Regions from separate parts of the Mus musculus genome. Here region 2 is linked to region 1. A link is a contact called in public Hi-C data. All regions are on one chromosome and are shown on one strand. Each heading gives the region's core, a stretch centred on a gene start, on an enhancer-like site or on the middle of the called end of the contact. The rest is flanking DNA. Distances are from core to core; before and after follow the strand shown.

Region 1 (4,977 bases), core at 1,121-3,620:
ACAAATAAATAAATATGTGTGTAAAAGAAACACAAGTGATACAAAGAAACACAAGTGATACAAAGTTCAATTTGTATTATTATTATTATTATTATTATTATTATTATTATTATTATTATTACTAGACAGGTCACTGCTGCATCAGTGTATTTCACGTGCTAGCCCTAAATCCTTTAGTATCACGTTGGTCCAACGAGTGAGGCAGAATCACCAGTATTGGGAGCTGATCTTATTGGAGGGTATAATGATTAAATAAGTAATATCACTCAAGAATTGTAACAGTAGTGACACGTGAGGTAAGGGAGCCACTCACAGCTGCATGCAGTCAGCTCATCTCTGAAAGACAGTCTAGGAAGACATACCACAGACGAGGTGACCGAAGGTCAAAACTTTCCCTTAATTGTAAAAGTAATGTGTATTCATTCATTTTCCTAAACTACTACAAATGTAAAGGAAAAAGTACAAAAACTCTTATAGTTGAAAAATAAGCATTACTAACCTTCTGTAGAAGAATGTGTTACTGCTGGGGATAGTTGACCACATGAGGCATGACCACCAATAGTGACACTACACATCTGAACAAAATTAATATAATATAATACATATGTGTGTGTGCAAAATATATTCATTTATTAGTGACAAATATGAGTTGCCATGTTCTAAATATTTATATGCTTATAGGTTTTTACATAATTTATGTGTAATAATTTTTTTAATTACAGAATGTTTTTAATTACAGAAAGTTCCTCCTGACTCTGTGGGGTTTGTTGTTATTGTGGGATTGTTGTTATTATAGGGTTGTTGTTATTGTGGGGCTGGGGACCTTGAGGTCTGCTGTTGCTCTTTGTTTCAGTTCACTCCAGTTTGACTTAGATAAGGAGAGGACAGAGCCCAAGCTGACCTGTAACTAGCAACAATTCTCCAGTCTCAACTCTCAGAGTCCTGGGATTGGAGGCATGCCCCGGATGCGTTGTCTAATTTATTCATATTTTCAAAGAACAAAAATGTATTGGGAAACCTAAAGCACACTTAGAATGATACATAAGTCAAAGACATCATGTCAGTGATTAGAAAACACCTGGAAGTGATTAGAATAATAAAAACAACTAATAACCGAAACATGCCTCTGAGATGCAGCCACAGGGTGGCTGAAGAGATGCTATCACTCAAAAGTAGCTAGGCAGGCCTTTGATTCAAGAAATGGGAGGAAATGAGTCAGCCCGGAGCAAGTAGAAGAGCCACACTCGAACTTGGTTCTTTCAGAAAGTGCATCGAATAGGCAAACCTATGGCCAGAGTGAAGATGGGGGAAGAACTGAGATAAGGAAGAAAGAGGGACCCCTGCAGACACAGAAGTTCTGTAAAGTTATATAGAATAATGCCTTGGGCAAAACTGGCAGCTTCCAAAAAATAAAGTTGTAACTTACCAAGAGGACAAACTAAAGTGAAGACTCCTCTATTAATGGCATTGACAGTGACTGAAAGAGGAGTTTTAAATATAGGTACAGAACAGTTGTGGCCCACTCAGTAACTCAAGCACCTTCCTCTTAAGATAGAAAAGCCAGCGTCCTCTTGTAAGACAGCGGGCTGGACAAGTTCCAGATCTAGTGTCCCCACCCTGCCAAGGAGCCTGGATGTCAGGGCCACAATTCATATGACTCAGAGAAAGTCCAATTGCTTTGCAACAGGTCAACCCTTCAGATCAATGCGTGCACCCAGGGGACTAACTTTGAACGTCATAAAAACGGAATGTGGCCTTTCTACCTCACCCAGCAGTTGGGAGCAAGGCCGGTTTTAACTCCTTTTTGAAACAATAAACTCTAGCTGTAACAAAGTTACTTAAAGTTGGGACTCACTAAAGTCTGACAGCAGGTCATGAAAAGTTTGCAAAGGACGGGACAAGTGAGCCAAGAACCAGAGATGCTCTCAGAACAAAAAGTGTTGACAGTTTTAAGTGTGCAACATTAATTTATCTGGGAATACACCCGCCGCCTTCCAGATCCAACTCCTTGGAGCTCTTTCAGCGGGTTGGCGGGCATAGTTCCTCCTCCTTGCCTGGCCTCAGGCCACCGCCCTCCCAGGACCTGGCTGTGTGGCGCCTGCGGCCACCCCAACACCCTACAGCGACCCACCTCCTCCGCGTCCTGGCCCAGCGGGATGCCCAGGCTTTGCAGCCCCTGCTGCAGCTCTCCGATGTCCACCACGCCGTCCCCATTGCGGTCCAGCGCCCGGAAGAGCGTTTCGTAGCGTGTGGGCGGCTCCGCGTCGTGGCAGGCGGCGGTGGGCAGCACAAAGGCCCGCAGCCAGCGCAGCATGGTCCCGGGGAAGTCACCGTGAGCTGGTGGGGCGCGATCCGAGTGCGGAGGCCTGTGGGGTGGGGCGGCGGCCGCGGGTTGTCTGGATCGTCGTCGGGGGGGGGGGGGGGGGGGGGGGGGAGGGGGGCGAGGCTTCTGGCTCGCAGGAACTGAGCTCCGCACAGGGTGTGGTCGCCCAGCTGCTGCTCTGGGCGGAGCTGGCCCAGGCCTGCGCTGGCGACTAGGAGGGGATGGGCCAGCTTCCTGACTCCAGAACCAGGTAGGATAGGGTGCTGGGGGGGAGGGGGGGATGAAGGGGGGAATGCAAGGAGGGTTTCTGCTCTGCCCAAAGGCACAAACTTCGCCAACAGATTTATTAAAGCTTGGGTTTGGGGGTAGTTTGATGAGCAGGTTGCTCAACCTCAAAGCCCCGTTGGGCTGGAAGACTTGGAGAAGTGCAGAGTTCATCAGAAAGACAGCAGTAGGTGGGTATCTGGGACAGAGAGTCAAAAGTGAAAATGGCTATCAGACCAAAGGGAGAGGAAAGGGGCCTGCTAGAGGCCTTTTTCTGAGAGGAGCATCAGCCACCCAAGAGGGCATAGAGAAAGGAGAGAAGATGGAACACAGTGGGTACCTTCCCACAGCACACAAAGAAACCCCAGCTTCTTTCCTTCGAGACAGGTGTGGTCCTGAGGTTTGCCATTTATAGTTCAGGTGAGACACAGTTTCTGGGATAACGGGAGAAACGCTGGGACTACAGAGACTTCGATACCTGCTCCTTCGGCTGTGTAATTCCAAAGACCTAACGTAGCTTCCCTGGATAGCCTCCCGTCAGTAAAATGAGAATATGAACAGCTGCTTTGCCATCAAGTGAAATGTCCTTCTCTGGAATAGTCTCAATTCAATCACTGCTGCTTAGCAGAATCTGTGGTTATGTCCTGTTGTGTCCGGGTATTTAAAACGAACACTAAAACCACTTGTTTCTTCCAAAGTGGAGGACTTGAATTTCCCTCCTTCCTTACCACTCTGTACATTAAAATATACTGTGTATAAATAGAGTCTGCAGATAAAGGCTGCCAGTAACCAGTTTCTGGGCCTCTATTGCTTCCAAGCCATAGTCTTGGAAATTAGCCCCTTCCTCTGGAAAGGCTCTCAGACGCCACCAGTCTTTGTTGGCTCTCCTGGAAAATGGCTTCTAAGGCCATCTCTGGAGATGGCTGATGTTGAGGACGCTTGCCAACCCAGAAATAAAGGTTCCTCAGTGGAACAACCTGTGCTGTGTTCGAACTAGGAGCTGCCTCTCAGCTCTGAAAGCAATCGCATGCTAGGAAGTTCTGAAAAGAGCAGAGCTATATAGTGACAGAAACATATCGGGAGTTATGTGCTGCAAGAGTCAGAAGGGTTTTTTTTCGGGGGGTGATATTAAAGGGCAGAAGGCAGCGTATGAGGTGAGTGGTTTTATTCCACCCTGTGCTCCCCAGTGTTGCGGTCACACCCCCCCAGCAGTGGCCTACAAGCAATGAGGTCATGTAACCATGGGCTGGAACCTCTGAAACCAGCCCAGGTGAACCTTTCCCTGTTTATAAACATTATCTCCAGTATTTGCTGTGACGGTGAAGGATGGCCAACACAGAGATAACAACCGTAGAAAATTGTCTGCATGGGAGAAGAAAATGCTCACGGACCCCAATCATCTCCATGAAAGGGCTTCCCTTCCTGTGTCCATTCGTCAGGCCCACAACCAAGGGCTCCCACAAAGGCCACACAGAAAACCTGGGTTCATACTTAGTTTTACTTGATTTATTGTGGTCAGGAAGGACAAGTCTAGGGTTCAGCCTAATTCAGCACTCCTGCATTAAAAGACTTGCTGCCTTCGCATGCCCTTCATTTCCATGGGAACCACAGATATTTTACCCCCATCAGTTTTGGTCCTTGAAGACATCAGCACCTACTCTGGATCACTTGGAGTAGTGAGGGATCTGCTTGAATAACCACTCCGGAGTCTCATGGTTTGAGCAGATAAACATGTTTACCCTTTTTATTAACAGCTACTAATCAATTGCTCTGTGCTATTGCAGACAAACCATCAGCCTCTGCACAAGGACCAGTTCGGTTCCAAATTCCCCACGGTTGATGCTCTCTCAAATCTGAGTGATCATGAAGGAGGCCATGTATTGAACAGCTCCCGTAAAAAGCTGTGATCATCACCGGAAAGGTGATTTCACCGTGCAGTGAGACATGAACCTGGATGTCCTAGCAGTACAGTGAGGAAACTAATCATTTTATGTTTTGGCTCATTCATATCACATTAAGCTAATTGGAAATTCTGTAAGTCATTTAAGAGTCAAAATTCCAGATGAAAAGGGAATTCTGTCTCTTGCCCAGACTATCAACCCATCCCATCCCCAAAATAAATGTAAACAATTCTCAGTTGTAAAAACATGACACTTAAGTATGGAAATCACCATCATTACTAATTCGTGTGAATACTTCACATTTTAAAAGCAACTGTAATTGTTTTAAATAATAGAATTTCAATTGCCTTTAAAACCTTGCCTCAGCATTTTGAAATTTAAAAAGCTCTGTTAAGACTTCCGTGTTTCTGGGGAGATTGGGCTGTGTCAGGAGGGCCTGGGAGGAGAGGGGCCCTCCCTCTGGATGTAAAGTGAATAAATAAATGAATG
Region 2 (4,977 bases), core at 970-3,469, 60 kb after region 1:
GAGCCATCTTTTTCTATATATTAGTATTTAATGAATGTTACTTTTATATAATTGTGCCTACCAACTACCTGGATATAATTATAAGTCTCACAATTTAACAGAGAAGTAGAGAAACATGACAAATATCCTAACATCTGACTTAGATTTCATATACGTACACAATGTTCACATTTCCTCCTAATCCCCTTGACTTCTTTCCAGATCAATTCCCTCTCTTTCTTTCATTATTATTATTATTACGCATATAGAATGAGTTATGTATAAACACCACCAGATGAGTCCATTTAGTGCTGCTTATATGGACACAATTTTTAGAGCTAAGCACTTAGTATTGGATAACCAATCGGGGGCGCATCCTTGGGGAAGGCTGGTTCTTTCCTGTCGGCAGTCATTAATTGCCTCCAGATCTTCCTCTAGGAGTTGAGTCTTGTGCGATCTCCATCAGCCATCGTTGCATGTCAGCTGACCATGCCATCGCTCAAGTCTCAGTTAAACTGCGGTGTTGTTGAGAGTTTGTGGGCACAGCTTCCCTGTTACACATGGAAGACACAGCTTTACAGCAGATGAGCTACACATACATTTAAACGTATACAGTTTTGGGATAAGCATAAATATGTTGCCCTACATTATGTTCAAACCTCCCTAGTGTTGTTTATCCCTCCTCCCTCCCTTCCACACAGTATTGCCCTTCCTCATCTTAATCAGTGCCTCACCCACCCCTTCACTCCATGACCCTGCTCCCATTTCTTTACCCATTTGACAAAACCATACCCTTGGTTCTCCATATTTATTGAGAATTCATTGTCATTGTCTATAGACACTCTTCCAGTATAACCAAAGAGCAGGTGCAAGGCCCAGTAAGAGCTTGTGAATATGGTAGAAGATAGAAATGATTCCAGTGGCTTCTATTCTTTCAGAGAAGAATAAAGTACAGAAAAGAACATCAGAAGGATGGAAATCAAGGACCAGAAGTTTGAAGACAGAAGAATCCAGAGGCAGTTATTATGCAGAGTGAGAAGGCTATGGTACAAAAGAAACCAGGTAAAATTCCAGCCACTGGGAGCACTAATTTGTGGTAGTGGACTGATAGGTCATCGGTTTTCAGAACACTAAGTAGCTCAGATTTGAGCATGTGCCCATCAGTATATAGAGGTCATGGACCACTATACCAGGAGCTTCTGTCAGAAATGCGAGTGCCGGCTCCACGTTGCTGTGAGATGCACTCACCCTAGTCTACTCCATGGAGGTTCTGCGCCTACTTGTTCTACTTGGATCACGTGATGGAACCGTACATCAGTTGTTTGTCCGATCAGCCACGTGACCAGTATGTAGTCCAGCCTGTACAGGTGATGTATTTGGATTGTCGTCGTCATTCGCCTACAGACTCAAAACATAATCATTTTAAAGCACCTTGGGAGTGTGTAGAGTGTAACTATCATAGCTTTATGATCCTGATGATGCTTTTTTTTAAAATATAAAAGATGGATCTTCTGTGTTACAATCACAAAATTAAAACCAGTACTTAAAAGTGGAGAAGTATTAAAATAATATGGACAAATAGAAACAAAAGGGACAGTACATCAGGAGGACACAGGACCATGGTGACAACGGAAGGGTCACTTCAGCCCTAGACCTGAACAAATGGCCGTGTGACAGATAGGCTCAGACTTTAAACCCCTGGTATTTTCTGTCTCCCATGGATGAACCCAAATATAACCAAGAAAAATCTCCATTATTAATACACACCCCTCCAGAATGACAGAAAAGCACAAAAGTTAGATTACAGTCAATGTGACTGTTAATTACAAATGTGAAATTGCTCAAATAACTATAGTGTTTTTAATGGAATTAGTATGTCATAAATATGTTTCATTGACTTTTATGAATGCATAAACAGCTTTTGATGGAAAATGAGAACAATAAGTTGAGAAATTGCCTCAGAATTTAATTAATCTGGCTTTTAAAAAAAAGCACTATATAAGCAGAATGCTGTTGATAGGTATAAGAAGAATAAACAAGGGCCCCTAACATTATGGAGACAACAGAGATGCTATTTTGTGTATGCTTCGTTGAAGTATTATTTATTTTGTTTGTGAACAGATTCTATAGATTTAGCAAATGAACAATCTTGTTTTTTAATTTTATTGCACTGTGGAAACAATTTAGGGCCGAGTAGACTAGGTGTAATTTTGTATCTTGGACACCAGAGGGCACCAAAGCAACAGAACGACAACTTAAGGATTCCTCTGTGGGCCACCACAGACGTTTTTCTATAACTATAATTCATTCAATGACTTTCCCCTCAGAATCAATGGCATAGCTTAGCTATAACTATAGAAAGTATGTAAAGCTGTTCTGATTAAGATGCACCCACGATTTGCCAACGTAAATTTTAAAGTAATTTTTATTATTGTTTTATTAATTTTTTAATATTTTCTCTCTATGTTGTAATATCATGAAAATTGATCCAACCAAGAAAATGCATTGATCAGTTTTCTCACAAATGTGATAGTTTATTCGTTTTACTGCCATCTTTCCAAGTTAATGATCAAGTTAAAGCCAGAGTTAGGAACATCAAGCCAACTACAGTGGCTGAAAGACTAAAATCCCCAGGTTTTTTCTCTGTGAGCAGTGGATCTCCACAACGTGGAAAGTGATAAGCCTTACTTGTATAGGTTCCTTTGGCTGTCTTTCATACAGAGAATACCCACATGGTCTTAAGGTTTCATCTGTAGCAAAGTGCTGTGTGTTAACCGATTGTACTGAGGGAGAAAAAAGAAGCTTTCCTTCTGTCGTTTAAACTTGTTGTGCAAGCCCCGCTCTCGTTCACCGTCACTTGGGAAGTGTGTCTACTGCGGTCATTTGTGGTGTACCCAGTTGACCCTGAGTTTATGGATATTCAGAGAAAGAGTTGGGGTTTTTTGTTTTGTTTTGTTTTTTTGTTATTGTTTGGTTTTTTGGTTTGGGTTTGGGTTTTTGGGGTTTTTTGGTTTGGTTTGGGGGTGGGGGGTTGTTTAAGTTTGAGCTAAGGCAGTTTTCTCAGGCTGCTACAGTAAATTACCAGAAACAGGTGATTTAAGACAACAGAAATGTACTCTGAGTTCGGGAGGCCAGAAGATCAAAATCTAAGCAGTGGGGGTGTGGGGGAGAGGGACTTGTAAGGGTGGGACTTGGGGCGGAGCTGTGATTGGGATATAAAGAGAATTTTTTTAAATGTCATTGAAAAAAAAATCAAGGCAATCAGAATCTCTGAGGGAGAATGTCACCCCAGACTTTCTGGTTTCCCACAGTTGAGGTAAATTCTGGCTGCCCTTGGGTTATAGCTGCCTTACTCTGAGCTTTGCCTCCGGTGCCCTGTGTGTCGCTCTCCTCTGAAGACCTCTGAATACTTTCATCGCTGGATTTAGCGCTCATACAAATACACTGCCACCTCATCCTAATTACTCCTTCGAAGCCCTATTTTCAGATAAGATTAAATCCTAGGGTTTCAGGTAGACATGAATATTGAGGAAACTCATTATTTAGTCCAGCACAAGAAGTAAGACTCTTTTTATCCCTCTGAAGAAATAATGAAAGAGAAAACTAATGCTGGCCTCGATGGAAGTAGTGTGGACAGCCGAGTGTTTTATTTTCAGAATAGATGCAACATATACTCAAATAAATGGATTTTTAATTTTTATTTACTTATTTATTTATTGAGACAAGGTCTTCACTGTGCAGCTCTAGCTAATGTGAAACTCACTGTTTAGACCAGGCTGGCCCTAAATTCATAGAGTTCTTCCTGTGTCTGCCCCAAGTGATGGAATAAAAGCCATTTGCCACCACACTCAATCAGACTCAATTTTATTTTAAATTCTTATGTTTATATTATTTATTGCCTGTTCTGCAGAGGTTTTCAAGTATCTTATAAAATAACTAATATATAACTGTATACAATATAAAATGAATGCTATTCATTGTCTACAATTAGTGTGTACTTTTTATTAGCTCTGGAGGATCAATGATGATTCAGCTAGAAAGGAAGATACAACAAAATCCTTACAATATGCAGAGTTCCATAAAAATTCACCTTCACCTTATTAAAAGGCTGGCAGGGAGTGCCTCAAGAAGTCTTCCAGTGATTGTGTGTTTTACTCTGTTTTATAAGCTATGAATAAATAGACCAATAGTTACAATTTATAACGCACACTGAGTTGAGAATAACCCCAACTGGTGGCCCTAAGTAAGACTCCTAGCAGCAAGAGATATGGAGCCTGAAGTGGTCACCTCCTAAAGCCAAGCAAAACTTCCAGTGGAGGGAGGGGGCCATCAAACCACCCACAAAACCTTCAACCCAAAATCTGCCCTGCCTACAAGATACCCAGGGATAAAGATGGAGCAGAGATTTAGGGAATGTCCAACCAATGACTGGCCCGACTTGAGATCCAACCCATGGGAGAGAGCCAACCAACCCCTGACACTATTAGTGATACTCTGCTGTGCTTGCAGACAGGAGCCCAGCATAACAGTCATCTAACAGCTTCATTCAGCAGTTGATGGAAACAGATGCAGAGACCCACAGCCATACATTAGGCGGAGCTCGCTCGGGAGTCTTGTGGAAGGACTAAGGGAGCCAGAAAGGTCAAGGACACCATAAGAAGAGTCAAATAACCTGAGCCCCCTGGGATTCACAGAGACTGAACCACCAGCCAAAAACCATGCACGGGATTGACCTAGGTTCCCTACATATATGGAGCAGATGTGTGGCTTAATCTTTGTGTGGGTCCCTAACAACCAGAAAGGACACTGTCTCGGACTTAGGCTGTTTTGCCTGCCTTTGGATCCCTTTTCCCTAGCTAGGCTGCTTTGTCAGGCCTCGAGGGGGAGGGGGGGTGTGCTTACTCCTGATGCCACTTGATGTGCCAGGTTGGGTTGGTGTTGGGTGGGGGGACTGGGAGGGGAGGAGGAAGGGGTTGCAATCAGGGTGTAAACTGAATT

What was found. A called contact is a pair of places that touch in the nucleus more often than the background predicts.
Region 2: a contact with region 1 is called in a Hi-C map of bone marrow-derived macrophages, with 1.8 times the contacts expected there. The contact joins the enhancer-like site here to the promoter of Slc25a24 in region 1. A contact is called at or near these places in 4 of 39 promoter capture datasets (the 3T3-L1 cell line, embryonic stem cells, macrophages and 1 more), 2 of 484 Hi-C or Micro-C datasets (bone marrow-derived macrophages and pancreatic cancer cells), 2 of 115 datasets of contacts at active chromatin or transcription factors (bone marrow-derived macrophages and trophoblast stem cells) and 2 of 9 other capture datasets (adipose tissue and liver).

Annotation. Positions count from the first base shown.
Region 1 is chr3:109,120,542-109,125,518 of GRCm38.p6, reverse strand. Slc25a24 (solute carrier family 25 (mitochondrial carrier, phosphate carrier), member 24) reads right to left here and starts at 2,370. Exons shown (of 10, transcript NM_172685.3): 1 at 2,132-2,370. The coding sequence starts at 2,314. It overlaps Gm19391 (a long non-coding RNA gene), which reads left to right and starts at 2,445. Exons shown (of 2, transcript XR_867568.1): 1 at 2,445-2,573; 2 at 4,372-4,977.
Region 2 is chr3:109,060,438-109,065,414 of GRCm38.p6, reverse strand. It overlaps Gm36778 (a long non-coding RNA gene), which reads right to left. Exons shown (of 4, transcript XR_375965.2): 3 at 1,228-1,377; 4 at 62-530. Among named protein-coding and RNA genes, the nearest start is that of Gm36778, 7.2 kb to the right of the region's middle. Within about 2 kb of position 2,219, at least 4 of the 459 cell types and tissues checked have an H3K27ac peak or open chromatin away from gene starts, as enhancers often do. A contact at or near this core is called in bone marrow-derived macrophages, where this site is marked.